Linked DNA regions of Mus musculus: regions 1 and 3 are each linked to region 2. The links are chromatin contacts, called in public HiCAR-type and capture Hi-C maps. All regions are on one chromosome and are shown on one strand. The core of a region is the stretch at or near the end of the contact, and the rest is flanking DNA. Distances in the headings are between cores, read along the strand shown. Region 1 holds the start of Lhx9 (LIM homeobox protein 9). Region 2 holds the start of Crb1 (crumbs family member 1, photoreceptor morphogenesis associated). Region 3 holds the start of Nek7 (NIMA (never in mitosis gene a)-related expressed kinase 7).

What was found. HiCAR-type assays count read pairs that join an accessible place to other places. Capture Hi-C pulls out chosen DNA fragments and counts their contacts.
Region 1: a contact with region 2 is called in a capture Hi-C map of embryonic stem cells, with 3 times the contacts expected there. The contact joins the promoter of Lhx9 here to the promoter of Crb1 in region 2. A contact is called at or near these places in 4 of 39 promoter capture datasets (cranial neural crest, embryonic stem cells, hippocampal neurons and 1 more), 1 of 484 Hi-C or Micro-C datasets (the N1E-115 cell line), 2 of 115 datasets of contacts at active chromatin or transcription factors (embryonic stem cells and forebrain) and 2 of 9 other capture datasets (adipose tissue and embryonic stem cells).
Region 3: a contact with region 2 is called in a HiCAR-type map of astrocytes, with 2.3 times the contacts expected there. The contact joins the promoter of Nek7 here to the promoter of Crb1 in region 2. A contact is called at or near these places in 4 of 39 promoter capture datasets (cranial neural crest, frontonasal cranial neural crest, hippocampal neurons and 1 more) and 1 of 115 datasets of contacts at active chromatin or transcription factors (astrocytes).

What each region holds. Positions count from the first base shown.
Region 1 is chr1:138,840,490-138,844,868 of GRCm38.p6, forward strand. It overlaps Lhx9 (LIM homeobox protein 9), which reads right to left and starts at 1,955. Exons shown (of 5, transcript NM_001042577.1): 1 at 1,319-1,955. The coding sequence starts at 1,492.
Region 2 is chr1:139,374,537-139,378,815 of GRCm38.p6, forward strand. It overlaps Crb1 (crumbs family member 1, photoreceptor morphogenesis associated), which reads right to left and starts at 2,540. Exons shown (of 12, transcript NM_133239.2): 1 at 2,305-2,540. The coding sequence starts at 2,374.
Region 3 is chr1:138,618,331-138,622,203 of GRCm38.p6, forward strand. It overlaps Nek7 (NIMA (never in mitosis gene a)-related expressed kinase 7), which reads right to left and starts at 1,427. Exons shown (of 10, transcript NM_021605.4): 1 at 1,222-1,427.

The sequences.
Region 1 (4,379 bases), core at 705-3,204, 530 kb before region 2:
ATAATTTGGCCGTCGTTGTGATTCGGACATACCTAACAGCTCTTGCTGTTAAGGCCGTCGCCCTAGCCCTATCCTTGGTGAGAAAGTGAAGTGCCTGTCCTGAAAGAAGAGCCCCATCCATTCTTTTCCGTACACTCGCTCTTTTCTCTAGCCAGCACAAACAGCACAGATAATTATCTTGAATTTTTGATTCCCAAACTAAGACCTAGTTCCCAAATGAGGCTAGCTAAGGCGGTAAAACTTATTCTGAGAAACACAGTTGGGATGTGGTTGCCGCTTTTAAAATAAAGTAGCCATTACAAGTAAAAAGTTCACCGCTGGACCCTTTCCTCAGACTAGCAGAAACAGTCCGGGCTTCCCTTATTACATTCTGGTGGGCATGGGAAGGATAAATTTCGTCCTTTACTCAGATATTGGATTCTCACTGAATTAATTATACAAATAGCGACAGTGGACTATTATCCCAAAACCTCGCTGTTCTTGTCTAGAGCCCTCTCGGGTCAGTTTGAGCTACAGTCCTTGCTGTTATACAGAGGGTCTACAAAGCACTCTTTGCCCGGAATCATCTCCGCAGACTTCTGTAGTTTTTTCCCCCTTTGGTGCGTGGAAGGGGGACATGTTTAGGTTACTAGTATTTTCACGAAGACATAATAACTGCTGTTACGAATAGGAACCGCAATAGTAGATTCCATCTCTTGAGGTTGTAGCGCTCATGTTCTTGCTTTTAGACTAGGGACCCGCTCCTTCGCATTTTATTTGATTTGATTTCCCACTATCCAATACACTGGTCCCATAAGGAAGAGAAACGCAATTTTTGTGACGACCAGAGCAGCTGAACTGTCCTGCAGAGCCCCTAACAATCTCTGGTTTCGGGTGCTGAGCTCCGAAGAATGGGAAAAGGACCAGAACGTTGAGGTCTACTCTGAAGGTCTTGTCTTCTATCCCAGGGCAAGGACGCCAGGCCGGTAAGTAGTCCCCCTATTAACTGCACCAAGGCTTGCCCTGGGGGCGGGCGGATCCGGCCTGGCGGCCAGGTCGCGGGAGACTGGAGTTTGTGGTTGGCAGGGAGCACGCCCGCTCCTTCCAAGGCCCGCTGCCCTGTCGGCTCGGGATCAGCTGCTATACAAAGACTGGAGAGCTCAGGACTACAACATCTTAGACACCTCGATTCGGAAAGGGAACCTTGCCTAGCAAGCACGCCTCTCGTGAAAACCTTGCGAACATCCCTAGGCAAAAGTCCCCGGGACCCGCCATCCCCAACCTGGGCGGACCGGGAGACTCGCTGTTTCCCGGGCGCCGCGCCCGGACTGGTCCTTACCGCGTCGCGGCCGTTGAGCTGAGTGCCTTTGGTCAGACGGGCCTCAGTCTTGGATCTGCGCTCCATCTCCTCCATGATACCTTGGATGTGGCCTCCGGAGATTCCGTGGAAGAGCATGGCTGGGGGGCGGAAAGGACACGAATTGTTTTCGGCTCGGCACCCCACTATTTCCATAAACACACGCCTGGGGCTCTCAGTTCATTCGAGTGAAGAAGCAAAAGCGACCGCACAGGGCTGCGCGATGCAGAAGCGTAGAGACGCGTTGGGGAACAGGGACAAGAGAGGAAAGAAGAAAACGACAGAGTAGAAATAGCTCTACTTGAGAGGGAAAAGACCGAGGCAAAAGAACGACGGGGAAGGGGGCGGGGGGGGGGGATATCCAGGGTTTTCCAGAAGGAGATGTGCAGAAAACAAACAAACGCGGACGGAGGGAAAAGCAGGCGATTCTAACTGCAGCGAGAGATCGAGTTACTAATGGAAAACAACTGCCGAGGGGGGTTGAAGTGGGGGGGAGGAAAACAAAATCTAAGGAAGAAAGAAAAATAGTTTTGAACACAAAGAAAGAGAACGAAGTGCTAGATTCAGCGGTCCCCGGCTGCCTGCAAGTTCCCAGTGCCTGTAGGTTGCGTTGGGGACTGCTCCAGCCGGAGCTGTGTCCAATTTGTTAAGAGACTAAAGCCAGCCCATTTTTGATAATTTAGTAGGAGGAGTCCTCTCCCTGGAGCTGCCACGGATTTTTATTCAGACAACAAAGACCTGTCATACCTCCTCTCAACCCCCTGGTGATGGGCAAGCAGGGACAAACATTACAAAGGGGTGGGGGACTGGGGGAAAGGCAGAAGGAGGGGGTCTTTACCCCCTCCCCACATGCGCGCCTGCACACACACACACACACACACACACACACACACCCTCAAGCATACATCTTTCCAAGAGTTCCCAACAGTCATGTTTTCAAAGCGGTAAAGGAGCCCTTATTGTCCGCATCCTGGATTTGATCCTAGTTTATCCGACCCCAGCCAGGAGTGCACAGAAGATCAGTTCCAAACCTTAAGTTTCCTTCTCATCTACAGACTTTTTTAAATCCCCGTTTTACAAGACTGTCACCAGAAATGTATAAAAACCCCACAGACTTTGAATCACTCCACGGAAACGGTACTTTTAATGTATGCTCCCTTGCTCCCCATCTCTTCTTAACTTACTTATTAAAAGCACTCTTCAGACAGTTGTCTGCTTGCCTAACCTCCCCGAGGGCAGGCGGTGCCACCAGGCTCTGAGACGTCCACCAAAGTGAAAAAGGGGCGTGGAGAGCCTACTTTTCTGAGTAATACTTTTGGAAATATATATATTTACTATATATATATATACATATATATAGTAAATTTTTCGAGTGTACAGGCCAGGACATGCTTTTGTAGACTGTATACTTAACAGAACCTTGACCGTGGAGCGGGTTACTCTTTTACCTAATTCTAGATTGAAGGTAAACTTGGAATTCTAGAGTCCCCTTTGGAATTTGTCACCGTGCACAGGTCTTGGGTGAGCTGGATGCCCGACTAGGGTAGGACGACGAGGCAATAGCCGCTAGTGTTCCACACACTTAGAAGGGTGTGAAAGAGGCTCTGGGTGGAGGCGGGGAAGTGAGAACTAACAGGCAGGATGGCAGACTGCTCCTCACAAGAGATGGTATTGTTCTGTCGCCCTCTGTTCTAGTTAGCTCGGCCCTTCCCCTCCCTCTGGACCCATTAAAACGTGTCCACAATACCGCAATACTCTGATATTGTGGATTCACTGAAACGACCACGGGGTGGGGGTGGGGGGAGTCCTAGGATCGTGATGCCAGGAGCAGCGACGGGAACTTAATCCGAAAGGGAAGAAAGCCTGGCCGCTCCCGCTCCTCTCTGCCTGCTCGCCAGTCTCGGCTTCACCACCACTTCTCGGGCTTGCGGGCGAGCATCGGGGCTTCTGTCTAGAAAGCTGGAGAAGCACCCCGCGGCACCGCCGCCTCCCTCCACCCAGGCGGCTCCACGTGGAACTTTAACCCAATCTGGAAGGAAGGCTGAGGAGAAGAAGCTGGGGAAAGGGGCTAGGGAAGGAAAGGAAGAAAGAAGAGAATAAAGGAACCGTGTGAATGAGAGGGGGACTTAGGAAGAAGAGAGCGAAGGACGTGAAAGTGGAAGGAAGAGTCGGAGAAGAAATGAAGAGGAGGAAACGACTCCCAGTGCTGCAGCCTAACTTCCTGTCCCAAAGCTTCACTTTCTGGGGCTCCTGGGGTCGCTTCTTCCTGAAACTCAAGTCTCCACTATTTCCCCACCTTTTCCCCTTTCTGGGTCAAAATAAAGTTATTTGCAGAGTGGGCGCTTTTAGGGTCCTCTGGGTGCCAGAATACAGCTCATAAAACACAATTTCACACAAAAAAAATGAAGCCAATCAAGTGAACTAAGCTGGAGAAGTCCCCCCTCCCCATTTTGGCAGCCCTACCTGACAGCAGGACGGCTATTTACTGTAAGTAATGTAATTAGCCCCTTTGGATGGAAATCAATGAGCTCTCTAAACCCACGTGCACACAAGAAGGGCCTCAAGGAGGGGCTGGGTCAGGGGCCCTTTCAGAGACAGCAGGTCTGCTCACAAAGGGGCAGATTGCCTTCTTACAAGTCAGCAGTTAAACTGACTCAGAGCCCAAGGAGGAGGAGGAAGAGGAGGGGTCTACCCAAGGAACTAGTCAATTAACCCAAGGAGGCTAGAAGCCCAATGTAAATATAGGACTGGGGTCCACTCTACCTAAACACTCCCCATTTTCAGATGGAAGTGTTTGGAATTGGCCTTGGATGTTGGATATTGCTCTGTCCAGCAAGGGCATTAAAAAATAACAATAATAACAAAACCCTAAAACTAAATGAAGGAAAACTTAAAAACAACTCTCAGGAAAAGTCATAAGTTTGGGCCAAGCACAAATATATCTTGTAAGCCTGCGTTCATTCATTCATTCTTTCATTCATCCAATCTGCTTTCTCTACACATATCTTTAAATTGTCTGTAAGGAGAAGCAGGGTAGAGTACT
Region 2 (4,279 bases), core at 1,290-3,789:
TCTTGAAGTCCCAGCTCAGGGAAATGGCTGCCTACCTACCAACTGAGGAGCAGGAAGTGGGTGTCCCACGTGGAGGTCTGCTTTAATATTCCTCATGTTGTGTAATCTTAACTCTAAGACGGGAAGAGAGTAGGGTGCTAAGAATGAACAGCATCTGTCTGACAAGGAGTCAAGGTACAACTCTACAGAAGTGATTTATCTGGAGCCAGTAATAGCTCCTTTTTTCTTACATTTCAAAGAATAAATTTCAAAATGTGAATAAAAACTAATATGATACTAGATTTCAAGTAGTAAGATACTAATCACCAAGTTTTCCTATGTGCTTGTGGTGTTCTGAGCTGATTGTATACTGTTACCACATGGGAATAGTACATATCGGTTGAGAATACAGACTCTAGAGACAGACCTTCAGCAGAAAGATGTTCAAGGCCCAACTTCACTACAAAGTGAGTTTAAGGCCATTTTGGAACTTAGTAAAACCCTGTTCAAAATTAAAAACTTGAAAGAGACGAGGAAGGAATTTAGTAGAAGAGCACCTGCTTAGCACTTATGGGACGCTTAGATTTGATCTCTGGTATCACACAAAAAGGTAATTAATGTTAAATGTAATTTACTGGGTGCATGGTGGGGCGTACCTGTAATTGCAGCACTGAGGAAGCTGAGGCTAGAGGTCACAAGTAAGAGGCTAGCCTGACCTATATAGTGTGTTTGGATCCAAGCAGACCCAAGTCACTGACTGAAACTCTACTGCCCCAAATAGTGTAAACTAAATGTTCTGACTACAAAGGCAACACTGTTACTCCCTGGCAACAAATATAACACAGATAAAAGGCTCCCTGTCTGCTTAAAAGCTCAATAAAATGAAGTTTCAAATTTACTACTTTAAACAAACAAACAAACAAACAAACAAGGTTTGCTGAAGAATAAATGAAGTAGTTACAAATATGTGTTTAGAGTCTACTGGTAAAGTAAATGAAACAAAGCGAGTGTATGCTCCTATGCATGTTCTCTTTTACACAGTTACATGTTTGAGAAGTTACATATATGAGCTCTAAAGAACACTGTAGACAATTTAATGAGTATTTCACAAAGTGACAAAGTTCTTTGCCACAAAGAAAATGGCATCATTTTTCACTTTATGTCCCCCTTCTGTGTGTATCCTCCCACTGTGTATCTCAAGGTAAGGTACCTCTCACCCACTGCATGTTACTTGGAACCCACCCATTATAAGTTTGAAAGAGGATAAGCAACTTTAAAATTATAACTCTTTATCCAATACATCTCTGAAAATTTTTTCCCTCCATGTGCTTTATGATGAGCGTTTTAGTATTTATTTGAAGTTTGATTGGGCTTTTCTGGCTGTCCCAGCTGCCTAGCAAGAGGACCTGTTTGTATCTTCACCTAATCTCGGCTGTTTGTCCAGCTGTAAACCGTACCAGTTAGAACCTCATAGCACTGTTGCAGTGACAGAACACTACCCAGATTACCCACCACTGTATTGGTGCTAGTGGTCTCACACAAAGACAGCTGCTCCTTATTTTGTCCGTATTGATATTCAGATGCAACAGCCGTAAATCACATGGCCCCTCTGACAGGCACACACTCTCCTTGTCTTCTTTTTAAATGAGTACAATAGCTATGGTCCTTCATAAACACACAGCTGGGGCCATTCTCCCTGATTCTTGAGACTGCCACAAACATAACAAGATTATCAGGGGTGGGGGTGGGAGGCGTCGTCACTCCTGTTTATATTTGGGGAAGTTTGTAAAAATGATGCCTTTGTTTATCAGACAGAAGCACACAACTATATGGTTATTTCTCTAGTGCTGGGAAAAAGTACAGTTTTAACCATTCTCCTTTAGGAAGCCTTGAGACCGCCCCTCTGATTACAAGAACAAGTGTTGCAATGCAAGAATTATTAACATATGGAAACAAATTCATAGCATATGAGAATAAGAGCCAAGATAACTTATTAGTAACATCTCTTTAACAAAGATCAACTATAAAGTGCCACAAACTATTTCACAAGTGTGCAAATACAAAAAAGAAAAAAGAATGAAGAAAAAAATCTGTTTCCTCCTGGCTATTTCATTCAGTTTTATGCTTTTCAGTCAACAGATAAAACAGCCTGAGAACCTATTTACTGTAATTCCTAAAACCTGGACCAGAAGCGCTATCTTAACCACAAGAGCACTTACTAACACCTATAAGAAACAAACACATCCTTCCTTGGAACTGTATGCAAGAGATCTATCTACTAAGCCAGGAAGAGAGGCAGGGCATTGCTAACTGGGGAGGGCTTACTCTTTATGCAGATGAGCAGTGAGGAGCTGAGGTACAGGAAGAGAAGGTAGGCAGTTCTCTTGAGCTTCATGTTCTTACTTAGAGAACACCCTCTGAAGTGCTGCTGAAGCTATCCCTGTTTGGCTCTTGACTCCTGTGTGGTTCAGAGAAGAGCAGGTGCCTCAGAGAGCCAGGATGCCATCTCTGTCCCACCCCTCCCAGGGCTCCTCCACAGACAGAGAATCAGAAAGCACTTCTCTTTCACAGCACCTTACAGGCACAGGAAGACGGTAACCAGTCAATCCTGGAGCAGATTTTTCCAGCCTGGATTGGATTCGTGTCCCCCTCAGGCTTCCGTGAACAATGCCTCCTGGAAAGGCTTTGTTTTAGGATAGGGTCCTTGATTGCTCCTAATAGAGAAATTAATTTCTTCTGACAGTATTGGCACGTGATTATTCTGATGTGGCTACTTTTAAAGAAACACTCTATATTTTTGTAAATTACATTCTCTTTCAAAACTCTGTTTACAGGTTAGTAACTTTTTCTGTTTCTAAACCCTACAATGACAGTTCAGTAGTGCTTTTGCTGTTGATAGGGTAGAAAAATTATAAGAAAAAATAAGCTATCATATAACAGTGGCTAGAATTATAGAGACATGGGGGTAATATTTCTTTCAAGTGTTTACACTTTGCTCATGAAGTTACATCCTCTTGGATTTATTAACCTTTTAACATCATTAACTTATGCAAATTAATAGGGCAAAAGAAATCCCTTAACTAAAAATGGAATGCTGAATTTTTTGATTGGTATTTATGCTAGTACATGTCTATGCTTTTTATATAACAAGTGTTGGCTCTGTCGCTTAAAACAACTGATTCTGTGTAAATCTTCAGAGTTCAGTTAGATGTTTAATGATGCTGCAGCATCTATTTTTGAAGGTTTTATATTTTCTGCTTACATATGAAAGACCATAATCTCTCTCTCCCTCTCTCTCTCTCTCTGTATATATATATATATATATATATATATATATACATATATAATGTATATGTGTACATATAATATATGTGTGTATATATAATGTATATGTATATATAATATATATTACAAAATGGCAAATATGCATTCAGAATTTCATATTCCACAGGGTCTGAGAATTATGCTCATTGGTTGGGTTATAAAAACCCAATTAACATGTAGTACAAAACAATTTTTGCATGGAACCTGAACTAGCAGAAGGTGAGACATTTCAGTTCTGCGTTTTTTTTTTTAATTGCATTGCTCATTTTTTTAAAACGTTTTTATGATTCTTTTCACATCATAAACCTTAGTCCTGCAATGTAGGGATGATCTTTCTGTGTACTGTGTAAAGGTTGTATTATTCAAATGCTGGTTTTTATACCAGGGAGAGAGTTGAGGACAGGACAGACTTGGACTTCGGTATTATTTTTATGAAGCATCACCCGTCTCCATCATCTTCTGATTGGTCAATAAAGAGCTGGCCAGCCAATTTACTGGGCAGAAGAGAATAGGGTGGGACTTCTGATGTGTGTGTGTGTGTGTGTGTGTGTGTGTGTGTGTCCCAGGTAGAGAGAGGAGAAGGGCAATGAGAAAGGAGAAAAAGTGGCCACGAGAAAAGGTCGAGGAGGAGCCATGATGAGCAGGTCGCCAAAGGATTTGTCATGAGATCGACGTGAGAGAGCAGCTGTGAGGGTTCATATGAACAGAGCAAGCCAGGAAGAGACTCAAACTGCAAGTAACATGGGGCCTGTGACAGGGAGGTAAATGGCTTAAAGGGTTAGAATAGCTCAGAGCCTGCCCAGCTTAGGTTTGCAGCTTGTTAGTAAAAATACCAGGTCTATGTCTATTATTCAGAAACTAAAATGGGCATTAAAAAATGCATTATACTGCTCAAACTCCCCATCTCCTTATATCTGCCCTCCACAACTGTAGTCTTAACCCCAAAATAAACACACACACACACACACACACACAC
Region 3 (3,873 bases), core at 177-2,676, 760 kb before region 2:
CACACGCCCCTACCCCTCGCCAGCCGAAGCAGAAGATGCAACGGTTTGGGATGTAAAGCAAATTATGGTCCGGGTCTCTCGGAGTGGTGGCAGATAGCTGTGAAGATGAAATAACTGCTTAGGTTGCATGTTAGTTCAATAAAGTGCACTGGCCATCACGAAATACTGCAGCCATGAATACTAGTGAGAAATGCTACAAAGCACTGCAGGCTTTATCTTTTATTCATCATTTTCAGAGTTTGTCCGGTTGTCCCAAACTATAAATTTTTGAGTATGAGTACTAAACCTTTCTTGGATCACATCAACATCCCATCGTCTAGAAGAGAACAGATTTATAATAAGCTTATTCGGAACATTATTCTGTAAAGCAACTCTATCAAAGCACACCGTCATGAACGTCAGTTCCTCCCGGGAACTGCAGATTCCTTGGAGGAGAAACTAAAGAGTGGTCCTAATAATGCTCTATAAACTGCGGGCATTGAATCCAATTACAACCTTTAAAGTTAGTAATCTCAAAAAGAAAAAAAAGTCCTTTACATCTCTAGATTGTTTTTGCTATATTCAGTTCCATCACCAGAATTGTAAAGGGCACAAAACATATCTTACTTTAAAGTAAATATATTCTTAGTGTTTAGCGCGGGCAAAGACTTAGGCTATTCGAGTATAGTATGTGAGTCAATAAATGTATCTCTTGTGGGTCTTCCAAGGCCTCTAGCACCAGGCGGAGGCTATCGACATTGCTTAGCAGCATCTTCCACGGCCTAACTTCACCTTCGCCCCACTGGGACTCAGCTCATACTTTGCTGCATCCCAGCCCTGGATCGGTTTCAATCGGACCTCGACCTGACTACCCCACCACTCACGCTCGACTGACTCCCCGGTCCGTGAACTTCACTTTTCTAAACTGGGCTGCAGCCGAATCGGTTGAGCCAATCCTCGAGCTGTAAATAGCCAAGGTGACCAATGAGCTCAGCCCGGAGGCGGGTCTTCGCTGGAGTTCCTCCTGTCGGAGCCCGGAGACCTGTTGCCGCCACCACCACCGTCGTGGAGCTTCCTGGGGTCGAAGCGCCCGGACTCTGAGCTCCTGCAGCCAGCGGCCTGCACCACGCTCCGCCAGTTGCAGGCGTCCCGGGCGGTCCTCGGAGGCACGAGAGCCCGAGGCCCCACGCGGCCCGCCCGCTCCCCGCACCGGCCCCACCCGGCCGGGCCGTACATACTCACCGGGGCGCCGGGGCAGCTCGGTCTACGCGGGCTGCAGGGCTGCGGGATCCGGGGCCGATCGCCTCTCCCCGCGCCACTGCAGGCGCCGGCTCCCACCCTGCTCGGCCCGCGCTTCCCACTGCGAGGTTAGCGGCGGCCCATCCTCCCGGCTCCGCTCCTCCTCCGGCGGCCGCGGCTGTCAGGAGGGTAAACATCCCGGCATCCCCGAGGAGAGGGCGGGCCGCCGCAGGCCCCTCCCCGCGCCCGCACCCTGCTCCGGAGCCCACGCTACCACTTTCCCGAGAACTGGGGTGTGCCTCGCTTACGGCGGTCGACCCCTGCCTCCAGATCGGAGTTTTTTGATCCCACTTACCAAGTAGTTTAAGCTGCCTCTACATGGTGTCAGTGCAGGCAAACGAGAGTTTTCCCGGAGTCTGGCTAAGCAAATCTAGACTTTAGCGTCCCAGTTTTAAGAAAGCTTTTCAGGACCCTTCCGAAAGTTGAACTAGTTGGTAGGTATGCAGAATCTTTGGGATACAGGCACACTCACAAAGTGGCATTACAAAAATATTACATTAGATAAATTCGTTTACACGTCACATATTTGCAATATGGGTCTCTCCCTAGTACATGGAGCTTTTCAAAAGCAAAGCTTTGATTCCTACTGTTCCACTAACCAGATTTGAACGAATGGAGCGAACAGCTAGGAGGCAGTGTAGAGTCTGTCATACCTAGATGCTAATCATTCAGTGGCCAGTCGCTTAACTTATCGTGGTCTTTCTTGGAAGTCAGCCTTAACGCCTCTCCTTAGAAACAGACGATGACATACAACAGCGTGCTTGAGCACAGATCTTAACCATTTGATATCAGTAGGCCTTTTTCTGGTTTCGTTCCCCTGCCAAGGGAATAGAGCCAAAAAACAACAACAAGAAAAAGCGGTATTATAGCTCAAATGGATTAAAACAATAGAAGCAAGATTTAGAAAGTTTGGGCCAGCAAGATGACTCAGGAGTTTGATTCCCAGGACCCACAAATTGTTTTCTGACATCCGTACTGCAATGTGACACACACACGAATGCAAGTATGTGAAATATAATTAGAAAAGAATGCAAACGTTAATTTTAGTAAGAAAATTAAATTTCAAGAGGTGACGTTGGGGCAAGTGCTTAATCGGTACAGATTTGCCAGGTGGAGTTCTACAATCAGCTACGTGCAAGAGCCCTGCTCTCATAAAACTTAGCTTCAGTGAGGAAGTCCAAATTACCTAATGTCTTTTATATCTATTTCATAGAGAAACAAAGCTCGGGGTGTGAGTGCTCCTTTAAACATGTTTATCAGGGAAAGTCACTTGGAATTTGAGCAGAGACCTGAAGATGTGAGAAAAGGAGCCATGTGACTGTCAGGAAGTAGACTGTTTTACCCAGGAAATGCAAGGTTACCCTGTCAGGCATGGGTTCGCCATGTTGGAGAAACAGCCAGTAAGCCTATGCAGGTAGGATCCAACTTAGTGAGCAAGGGAGAGAGGCTGGTGGAGTAAGAAAGGGTGAACTATCAGATGTGGAACTTCGAACTCTTAATTTTTATTCTGAATGAAATGGAAATTCATTGCAGGTGTAAGTTGAGAGACAACAGAGCTGTGAAGAATAAAGTGGAGGGTGAAGAAACTGGAAGTTTAAAAGGAAACATAATGGTATCTGTAACACATTCTGATCAGGCTTAGACCAGAATGCTAGCAAAACCAGACAGACCCCAGATACATTTCCATGATAGAGCCAACAAGGTTTTCTGCTGCATTGAATGTGCTATATGAGAGGAAGCTAGGATGAAGCCAATAAGTTGGCATTTGGCCTATATCATAGGTCACATCACACCAAATCAGCCACAGTGGTACTCCATGCATAGGCATAACTTTAGGAAAAACTAAAAGACCCGAGGTACCAGACGATGGATCAGAGCTTGTTCTTATTCGCTTTGCTATTACCAGTTTAGAAAATGTAGATTGATAGGTACCCCGATTTAAGCACACTGCCAATTTATCTACACGCTGAATAGTCTGTACAAGCTATACTTACAAGCAAACACTGCTAAGCAAACACTATACTTACCGAACACTGAGTGAGGGTCAAATTGGGCAAAAGTCAGCTCATACATGCTTAGTGGCTGCAAAGCCTTTATCTAGAAAGAATGCTTTTGGTGTTATATGATGTCCAAAGTATTAAACTTACGTAATAATGTGTCCTATTTTTTTCTACTTGTAAAGGCTTCATGGCTACAGATAAATAGTATACAGTGTTGCAAAGACTGGGAAGAGGGTCAAAACAGAAGACACTATATATACTTTTTCTTTCTAAATTTATATCCCCTTCTTTGTGGGCAGGCAAGGTTATTCCCAGGCGCCAGCAGCCAGCCTCCTGGCCTAGAGCAAATGCTAATGGAAAAACAGAGAAGCCTGCCCAAGAAGGCTCCTCCGGCTCAGGACACTTAGAGCAGAAGCGCCTTTAACTCCTCTTCTATCCATCTCTCCTCTGAGCGTTCTCCCCAAATGCTGCTTTAGCTTCATGCTCTGCATTCATTATAATCCTTTGTATGAATAACTCAGTATTTATACATAATTACCATGTGGCACATATACTACATATCAGATTAACTTGGTTATAAACAGTATCTGGATAT